Regions from separate parts of the Gossypium arboreum genome. Here region 1 is linked to region 2. A link is a contact called in public Hi-C data. All regions are on one chromosome and are shown on one strand. Each heading gives the region's core, a stretch centred on a gene start, on an enhancer-like site or on the middle of the called end of the contact. The rest is flanking DNA. Distances are from core to core; before and after follow the strand shown. Region 1 has its middle 10 kb from the start of LOC128291907. Region 2 holds the start of LOC108458109.

Evidence for each region. A called contact is a pair of places that touch in the nucleus more often than the background predicts.
Region 1: a Hi-C map of leaf shows a contact between it and region 2, with 2.2 times the contacts expected there. The contact joins the enhancer-like site here to the promoter of LOC108458109 in region 2. A contact is called at or near these places in 2 of 5 Hi-C or Micro-C datasets (both in leaf).

What each region holds. Positions count from the first base shown.
Region 1 is chr4:11,026,927-11,032,462 of ASM2569848v2, reverse strand. It overlaps the pseudogene LOC128291560. Among protein-coding and RNA genes, the nearest start is that of LOC128291907, 10 kb to the left of the region's middle. Within about 2 kb of position 1,477, at least 2 of the 2 cell types and tissues checked have an H3K27ac peak or open chromatin away from gene starts, as enhancers often do. A contact at or near this core is called in leaf, where this site is marked.
Region 2 is chr4:10,983,142-10,988,288 of ASM2569848v2, reverse strand. LOC108458109 reads left to right here and starts at 3,167. Exons shown (of 5, transcript XM_017757373.2): 1 at 3,167-3,731; 2 at 3,823-4,090; 3 at 4,650-4,745; 4 at 4,862-5,067. The coding sequence starts at 3,316.

The DNA.
Region 1 (5,536 bases), core at 228-2,727, 46 kb before region 2:
ACAAAAGAATAATCAGAGTCTTATCAATTTCTAATTTGGTAGAACTGCTCACAATGTTATATGTTGTTGCATACAAAACAAAATGGTTGAGAGTTACTGTAAAAGATTTGGGTGTTTGAATATGGTCTGTTTTGATTGTCGAATTTTGAAGATATAAGGAGCTGCATATTGGAGTTCCAAAGATGCCTGCACAAAATATTGAGACTGGCCATGAGGATACCGTCCATGATGTTGCCATTGTTGGCTACTGCTTCATCCGATACTACCATTAAGATCATTGGTATTTCCATAAAGGACCTGTTTGGGAGGTTTGGCACATCTGAAGTTCGGATCAGTCCTTGCATCTTGTTATTACGACGATCAAGTGATAATCTGGAAGGAATAATCCGAATGAATGGCTGCAGACTCATATTTTTAATGAACATAAGTCATCCATGAACTTGGCCTCTGCTTGGTCTGTGGATCTTCCAATAGGAATATCTGGGTCTTCACCGCTACCACTAATGGTGGCTGGGATACCTCCAGGAAAGACCAAGCTCTCCCCGTAGGAGTGACTAGTTTCATGAGCACCATCAATACCACCAGGGGAATTAGTTGGATCTGGTTTAGAAGCTGGCTTCTGGCAGGTGTAACATTACTGTAAAGGTACAGGGACAATTTTTAAGAGTAGTAACGAATAAAAATTTTAACAAAAGAATTAATTTATCCATTTATCTATTATACACTTGGATATGAACTTCCTACTATATATTCATAACTAACATACATAGGGGAATCTAGAAGGGTTGGCAGGCCTGCCCCCTAAAATGAAAAATTGTTATTTAGGCTTTTCAATTTTTTCTAAAATTTAAATTAATAAAAGTAAAATTATATTTTAAATCCTTTAAAATTATAAAAATTTGATTTAGTTCTATAAAAAATATAAAGATATAGACTATAAAAAATTAAAATTACATTCGGACCCCTAAAAAATTATTCTAGCTTCGCCCCTGCTGGCATAGTGACATATATTCAAGTCCAAATAACACAGGTCGTGATATTGATTTTGCCACCTTGTTTTCTACATTGATTTTCTCTACTAATTGGATTAAGGCGTAAGTGTTGGATGCAACTTTCTTTTTTCAAGTTTTTTTCATGTATTTGGAGAGTTCTTTGAAGGTCATATCCTCATAATCCAATGTTCACAATTGCAAGTCATTGTTTCTTAATTTGTCCCAACCTGGCTGAAACAAAGAATCCTTATCTGGTTTAACGTCAACCAATTCCAGGGCAGCGGAGATTGAATCAAGGTTCGTTTTCAAGCCTTTACGATCATACATATATAGTTGACATAATAGTAGAACTTTTAAATTTATTGCAGATATTATTGTGGCAAAGTTGCAGTTTTAGTAAAATCACTTGGTTTTGTGGCTCTAATCCGAACCTTTGATGAGCCTGAGAAACCATGTAAGCCACATGCACCGCCCCCCACTTGTTTATTGTCCTGTATTTTATAAGAAATTTGAGTTGTGAAAAACAATGGGCCTATCATAGATTACCGATTTTCTTCCGTCCGTTTCTTTTCTTATTTTGGCTCTTTGTTTTTATATGATGGAATGATTCCTTGGTAAACCTTCCTAGTATGAGGTTCTTGATGTTGATGGTGACTAGTTATCTTTATAACTACATCAATAGTCAATTATAAAAAATTTGAAGTGGGTTACTAATATATTTGAAATTTGTTTTAATTTTTAACCAATAATGGAAGTTAAACATAAGTATTGCCATAATAATAAATTTAATTTTCTAATATCTATATATTTTATTAATTTGATTCTAATTCTAAAAAAATTAGTTAGGTAAACTACACCATAGGTCACTCAACTATGGACCTGTTTCTTTTTTTATTGCCCAACTATGATTTTTTTTTAAATTGGTCACCCAACTAATCGAAATTGTTTTTTTTTCCATATTCGTTAAATGTCTAATTGGAGGGTGATGTGACAGTTAAATAATTGATATAATAACAAATTTAATCCTCAAAATTTATATATTATATTGTTTTAGTCATAATTTAAAAAATTAGTCCTCAAAATTTATAATAGTCTCAATTTGATCATAATTCTAAAAATTCAAAATAAATTAAAATAAATATTTTTAAAATGTAAAATAAATTCACCAACAAATTCTTCCAGAGTAGTCATTTTCTTCTCTTTTTTTCCTTCTCTACAACATTGACTCCTTACCCTCTTCAATATGACATGATCATCAACACCCCAATTAGCCTCAACTTACCCCAACTCACCAACTCATTAAACTAGACTCGCCCAATTCACTTGAGGAAGAGGATCCAAAAAAAGAATTAGATTTTAATTCAAAGGTATGAAAGAAACTGACTTCAGATGTAACAACCCGCTCGACGTAGACCGTATCGATATGTTGTTTGGCATATAGTTTAATAAGTCAGGGTAGAAAAAGGGTGAGAATGGTGAACTATATGTTATAAATTTGGGTGGCGTATTGCAGCGATTCGATAGCACACCCTTTTGCGGAACACATTGTGGAATTTGCCATTTGGCGAACTCTAGGGTTTGGTAGACTCTTTTGTCTGACAATCCGCCAACCCCAAATATTTGGGGCGAACTCATTAGTTCGTTGATTGATAAACTTATTTTTCGTGTTTTAGCGTGAAAATAATATTTAGGTTGGTATCATTAGAGTTTAGTTGAGACCTAGTTGGAATTGAACTACAATACTATAGATGACAATGTGATGTGTTTATGTAGTGGAGTGACTTGTTTAGTTGACTTGTTTTAGAGTACAAGCAACGTTTTGCTACTCACTAAATTGATTAGTGGTTGTAGTTAAGTTTGGTAGATGTTTAGGCAAGTCTATTCTTGGGTTTCAAGGGCCATAGTAGGATTTTCTTACCCTCGTACTAAGTTTTGTCCCTATTGTTTATGCTATATAAGGGTGCTGATAGCTGGCATGTTTCATTTTTGTTTTTCTTTGCATTCTTTTCTAAGTCTTTGGAAAGTTTTAAGATAACTTCATTAGAGAAGACAAGGAAGGTTTCCAATAGCTAGCCAAAACACCCTTGTTAAGTACTAGCTTGCCAGTAAATTCTGGAAAGCCCTTAGGTTGTTGTCGAAGAGATTTACGTTTTGCATTAGATGTACATGATTAAATTAGATAAACGATCTGATGGTTATAATTGTTTCTTATTTAGCTCAAAAAGCTAGTGAAGGTCTAAGGGATCGAACCAAAGGACCAGTAGAGTAGATTATATTCTAAAGTTGCTAGTGAGTTCTTTCTTACTTCCTTTAAGTTATGGAACTTCCATGATATGTGGGTTATGTGTGGTAAATTGCTCTTACGGTAAATGAGTCGATGTGTTATGTTTGGATGTGTGTGTGTGAGTATGGCCATTGTAAAAATACCCTCCTTGTTGCACGAGCCCAGTACCAGAAATTTATGATATGTAAAAATTGTGGAAAGGAAATTTATATGTGATGCCTCTGGTAGAGCAATTATATTGCAAACTGGACTGGTAGATCACGGGCGAACCTTGTGAGAGAACACATGTTCGACTTAACAAAGATATGAAATGAAAATAAATATGACTGACATGTGATTATGATTTCTGATATATGGGTCCAAGGCTGGCGCAAGGATGGGTCCTTGATAACCATGCAGGTTTGTGGGAGATGTGTACAGGTTGGCAGAATGTGCTCGCCTGAGTATTGTATGTGTTGTGATAGATTGGCGTAGTGTTGCCACTAAGGAGTTGTGGATGTCAATTAGCGTATTATATATGTATAACTGTCACATCCCAAAAATCGGGTTAGAAGAAATTGGATTAGTGAAACCCAAAGTGGTTACGTCTGGATTTTTAGTTTTGATTGTGAAAATTATAATAAATAATTTATTTCGGTTCAATGGTTGGTGTGTGTGAGGTTTTGGGTTTGAGCTCTTCCCTTGAAATTTTGTTAATTTTTAGCTTAATTTCATATCCTTAGTCTTTTGACTTAAATCTTATTTCCACGCAAGTTATGATAGAATGAGCCTGCTAGTTTAGTGGTAAGGTGTCAGCCTACCTTTTGGTCTTGTGTTTAAATTATTGTGCATGGAAATGGGAATTTTCTTTTTGATAATTGTTTTAAAACTTTGGGGAAAACCTGAATTAGTTAATAAATGGATTTAGTGGGTAGTTTTAAAAAAATGGGTTAGTAAATCCTAAAACCTCTCCCCTAATTTAGCCATCCACTTTTTCTATGGTCTTTACATTTTCCATTTTTCCTCTCTTTCAATTTTTCCCTATTTCTTTCTTTTAAATTTTTTTTCTCACATTCTTGCTAATCACCACTATTCTTTGTTGTCACTTTCTTATTCGTTTTTGTTTTCTTTACAGTTCTCAGTCTATTTGTGCTGTCAATTCTCTGCCGATTCACTATGCAATTCTGGATAAGTGTTAGTACTCGTTTAGTAAAGATTTGGTATTGTTCTCTTTTGGTGAGAAGATAAGTGGGTGAGTTGAGTGTTTAGATTGAAAGGGTTTTGATAAGTTTTTGTGAATTTTTTAGGTAATTGTTGTGGAACAGAGATTTTGCCAATAGGCTATGCTGTTATTTGCAAGGGTAAGTGGCCTAATGTCGAAGTTAATGGTTGTTCATTTTAGTCTTGTATTGAATACTTGTTTTGGTATCGATACATGGTTATTTATTGATGTGATTTAATATCGTATGTAGAATTACAGTGCACTTTTTGAGTCACTTATCAGAATTACCATCAAGTGTGTGATTCTAACCCGAGTTATCACTTGAAATTCGAGAAATTCATGAAACAGGAGATATTTTTGAAACTGCCCGACGACCCCACGACCATATGCCAGGCCATATGTGTGTGCCACACGAATATTTAGTAGGCCATGTGCCTGGTTGTGTGTGATTTTATAGGCCGTGTGGGGCACATGATCATGTGAAATCATACAGCCCGTATAGCTTAGCCATGTGGGCACACAACCATGTAAGATTTTGCAAACCATGTGGGTTGACTGTGTGGACCACATGGGCTAGCTTTTGGGCCATGTGAGCCTTTTGGGCCAATTTTGAGGCCCAATTAAGAGCCAATTACGGGACTCAGAAATTAGGTTTGTGGGCATTATATAGGCCCAGAAAAACGTAAGTTTTAGTAAACAAGCATAAGTAAGTGTTGGAGGTATGTTAAATAAGTTCTGACAAGTATAATAATGTGTTATGATATGTTAAATAAGTTCCGACAAGTATAATAATGTGTTATGATTTGCTATAAGTAAGTACGTGAGTTAAGCTTGTGTATTATATGTATTTTGTTATCTGTTTTGTAACACCCCAAACCCGGCCTGGACATTATGATCGGATCTGGCGAAGTCACATGAGAGTGTTTTAAAAAATGTATTGACCTTCAAATCATTCTTTTTTTAAACTTTTACTCAATTCGGGAAACCAAATTCTAAATGGTTTGATTCAAACATCTCTTTTACGCGGAAGCTTTTGAAACCCAAACAATTAGTTTTAGG
Region 2 (5,147 bases), core at 1,918-4,417:
TAATGTTATTGACTTGAAACATGAAAGTACCACTGAGTTTTATCGCTCAGTGTATGATTTGTTTATTCTGTGTACAAATATTAGCAACTCTCAAAGACTCGAGAAGTGATCCAGCATCCAAACCGTGACACTCAACTTAGCAATGTTTGTAAGGTTCTTTTGTTTTCAATAAATGGCATGTACTTAGGTTTTTAGCCGATTTTGTATTGTAAATTATCATTTTGGAAGTTTTGGTAATTAATGTAAACTTAAATAAAGTATATGGTTTGTTTAGTATGCTTGGAATTGGTATATCTTTTGGAATAGATAAAATAATGCAATTATTCACTTGTTTTAGGTGTCCTGAATTGATTCCATATGGTTCTTGTGAAACAGCCAGTCATGTTTCAACGTCGAGTCCTTGATGTCACGACAAGAAATTGACAGTGAGTTGTATCACAACCTGGAACCCCCGAAGTTTCGACGTCAACCCGATATTTTGAAATCTTTACATTTTAGTCCTTATTCGATCTCGGGTTATCAAATGAGTTTTTGTAAGCTCATATAAAGCCTAGATATGATTGTACAACATGTCATGAATGCGTAATGATTTTAATAGCTTGTATGAATTGTTAAATTGAATTCTAATTGTTTGTAGTTGCACCGACAACAAATGTGGAATCTCGTAGCTTGGACCCGACGATCAAATTGAGTATGGGGTGTTACACTATTAGCGTAATATGTTATCAATCTAGTTATTACACAACTCGTAATACATGATGGAGGAATGCTAATTTAGATATATGGAAAAATTCATCTATCGCACCACTGTCACCTAAGTCCCCAATCATCGCACCGATAGCATATAGTGTTTAAATATAACCCTCCATCACACCAATAGCATATATAATATATATCAAATAGCCTCTATCACACCAAATGCACATAGTGCAATAATGAATTATATAAACATTAATCGTGTACTCTCTAATACATCGTACACTATAATAGCCAATACTATTAAGGTTTCCTTGACATGCCAATTATATCCAAATCTATTCTTGCTAGTTTACTAAGATATTTCAAATTATTAGTTGCATATATGTAAGTGTAACACAACTGCCAATTACATAGCTCAAGCATCATAATTCCTTGATTCCATTTGAGTTGCATATAATATAAATCGACTTAAATTACAACTAACCATTTCTTAAGTCTCAATATAATTTCATGCCTCATAGTTTTGAAAACTATTCCATTTTATGCAACAATTCATTTTATTAATTTATCAGTTCAATTTCATAAGTTCAGTATACACATTATAAACCATTCATCACTTTCACTAACAACATAATTACCTATGTTCAAGGCAGCATATTTACCATGTTAATTAAACTTACCATTTATGCTTACTTTTATAGACAATATTACTATTAGTTCTTGGATGCCAATATCATATTTCTTATAATTAACTTGGTTATAACATTTGTAGTCTTAAGCTCATATTTTTGACATGGTTAAACATACATATAAGAAAATTAGAATTTAGTGAGCACGTACCAATTAAGAACACCACAAGCTTTAATCTACTATCTTTTCCTTGCCTTTGCTAATGCCAACAACTTCTTTATCTTGTTCACCTTCAAAGAAACATATCCAAAGAATAATTCAATTTCAATTCTCTAATTGCTCAAACTAGCATATTTACCAAATTTTAACAATGACAATTTTACGTGCTTTGCAATTTTCCAACACTCCTAACCCCTCCTCCCCACGTGGCTAACTCTACTATTAACCAAACCTCAATTTCCTTTCACCAATACACTCACATAATCACACTTGATCACCATTTCTAACATATGGTATTACATTAGTAACAATTTATGCTTATTTAACAAATTTCCTTACCTCTCTTCCTTAATGCTTTAGCTAATAGAACTTAGTTTCACTATCATCAGTCTTTCACTTCTAATCACCTCGTTAAAGGTAAGGATACTAGGTGAACTTGGAAATGATGGTTATACTCAAATTTAAAGTAGAAAATCTTAGAATTGTGATGGGGAAGTCACGGTTTGGTGACTTGTTCTTCCTCTTTATTCTTTTTGTATTGGCCGATTATTTTTGGTAAAGTTCCCTCTCAAACTTTGCTGTCTTTTTTTTCCTCTATTTTTTCCAAAGTGTATCGAAATGTCTCAATATCCTTTTTCCCACTCATTCAACCGTATGATAGCATGCAAGAGCGGAAAATTCGTCTTCCCATCTCATTACCACCCAACAAGGTAAACCCCACTTAATGTTAAACCCCACTTAATGTTCTTACTTTCACACCTAGCAAACAAGGTGTATTTAAGCCTCTATTTACATTATGTTTGGATTAAAAGTAGTAAATGAAAAGAAAGGTAAAGGAAAAAAAAAGGTGGAAAGCAAAAATAAATAAATAAATATCTATTATTTTGTTTGTATTGTTAAAATTAGTAAAGAAAAAGAAAGTTAAATAATTTGAATTTAATTTTATTTGGATCAACTGGAGAAAAATATAATTATAATAATTTTCTACAATTATAACTCTTTAATAAAATTATTTATAAAAGAAATTACATCTTAAAATTTTGTTTTCATTTTCTTTTCTTAACTTTCCCCCAAATTGAGCTAATAAAAATTTTAACTTTTTAGACAAAATAATGATATTCAACTTTTTACTTTCTCTAGCCTAACTTACAAATTACATCCAAACAAAGATAGAAAAAAGTTTTGCCTTACTTCCCTTTCCTCTCCCAACCTCTAATCCAAGAGATAGGCTAAGTTAATAAAAATCATCACTAGTTAACCATACAGTTTAATTGCCATTCCTCAAGTCCAATAGTTTAATGGTAATTTTGCACTTTAAATCCCTAGAATATCTCACCTTTTATATCCTCACTTGACTTAATTAACTAGGACTAATTCTTCACCTAATCCTTCAATTGTTAAACCAATTTCAATAGAGTCCCTACCCGAAATTGCAATTTATAATTGATCACTTTTAATGTCGTAACCACATCAAAATTTTCAAGTTCGAAATCAAACTTGTTATTTTATATACGACTAATTTTGAAAAATAAGTTGGATAATGTATGGGACATAAATTTTTAAAATTGTTTTCTTTTTTCCGAAAAAAAGGAAAACCCTTAACAAATTAAAGTGTCATTCATTCAGTCAACTTCCCGATTTCCCGTGGGCCAAACAAAAATAGTTTTAAAAAAATAAATAAATTTAAGAATAAAAAATTAGGTTAGCTGCCCGAAATTACGGGTAAGAAACGGAAAACACAAAAAATCTTGAAGCCTCAACTCTGAGATGGCATCGACGACAGCCACCGCTCGAGCCGTCGTCTTCTCCCGCATCACCACCTTGTCCGCAAAACCTCTCACACCTTCTCTATCTCGTTTCTTCCGTAACCGTCACAACCGCGCATTTTCCGCCCTAACTGTCAGCTGCTTAAACAGTGGCGGAGTCTGCGACGATGACTACTTCGTATCAACGCAGAAATCGAATTTAGATCGTGGATTGCTAGTAATTGCTAATATGTTGAAGAACATCGAGCCTCTCGACAATTCCGTTGTTTCCAAGGGGGTTTCTGATTCCGCCAAGGAATCCATGAAGCGGACTATCTCCACTATGCTAGGGATTCTTCCATCTGATCACTTCTCCGTTTCGGTTTCCGTCTCCACCCCTCCTCTTCATCGCCTTCTATTCTCTTCTATCATCACTGGGTAACTTATTTTATTTTCGACCTCATAAAAACTGTAATATTTCATAATTTATTGCATTTTTTTTAAAAGAAAAACCTTTTTTTCTCTTTAGGTATACGTTGTGGAACGCGGAGTATAGGGTTTCACTGATGAGGAATCTGGAAAGAGCAGCGCCGGGCGAGGAGGTGGCGGGGGAGACAGAGGAAGTTATTAGGCAGCGGCAGGGAGAGGTGTTTGCGGAGAAAAGGGAGGAGAGAGCGAGTCAAAGTGATGGCTTTCAAGAATTCGAGAAGATTAGGCCTTGGGTTTCCGGGGAATTGTCGCCAGAGGCTTTGAAGTATATTGAAAAACTGCAAGCGGAGTTATCTGATGTGGTGGAGGTAAGGATTTTAGATTTTATATCAGTGAAATGAGGCTTGATATAATTATATGAAGTATTCTTAGGTAATGGTATCTTTGAGAAAATTAAATGTAGATTTTTTTTGCTTCTAAAAATACTATTGGGTATTTAGATTCTGGTTTCTTCATTGAGTAGTGATTGAATTCCTTCATCCGGACTGTATCTCTGATTTTTAGAGGGCTACAGCTACATTTATACCTAACAATTCATATGTTTGTCCCATTTCTTGTTTATGTTGTTGGTTACTTTTGCCTTGTGTTTGTATTTTGTTTGATATTGCCAAGTCTAGCCACAATCATGTTTTTACAATCGATTTTATACTGCCCTTTTCTTTCCTTGTTATGTGCTAATAAGAATGTTTATATTGATGACTGTTGTACCGGTTTTCCAAAGTTTACATTGGCTAGCAGTTATTTTAGGGTGATCACTGTCGTGCTTGTCAATAGTTTGGCATTTAAGTATACATACATGTCTGTTTGTAGATAATGTGCTTTCCGTATATTCCCTCTGTCTAAGCTAATTGTTTTATTTTGTTTCAGGAACTGAATGTGGAGAAGGAGAATGTGCAAATAGAATGTGAAAAGGAAAACAGGAATGATTTGTTGGAGTATTTAAGATCCTTGGATGCCGACATGGTAATGACCAAAATCATGTTTTTTATTAGATTATCTTGTTCTGAAAATGAATTATCTTAGTTTGATCCTACATGGAACCTAAAAATCTTCTCGTTACGTAAAATTTTTGTTGCCAGGTCACTGAGTTATCCCAACCATCATCAGTACAAGTCGAGGAAACAATCCACCAGCTTGTTCAAAACATATTGCAAAGGCCCTTCAAGAATGAGCTTAAGAGGAACTCAGGGATAGTGAACAAAGGAAATAATCATCAAGATGTTGCCGATGAAACTTCCGGCACTGTTGGCACTTCCCGGGATTACCTAGCGAAGCTGCTTTTCTGGTACATTTTTTTACAAGTTAATTAGTTCTTAAATTTTGGTGCATTAGGCTTTTCTTGCACTCAAGACGTTGCTGAATGCA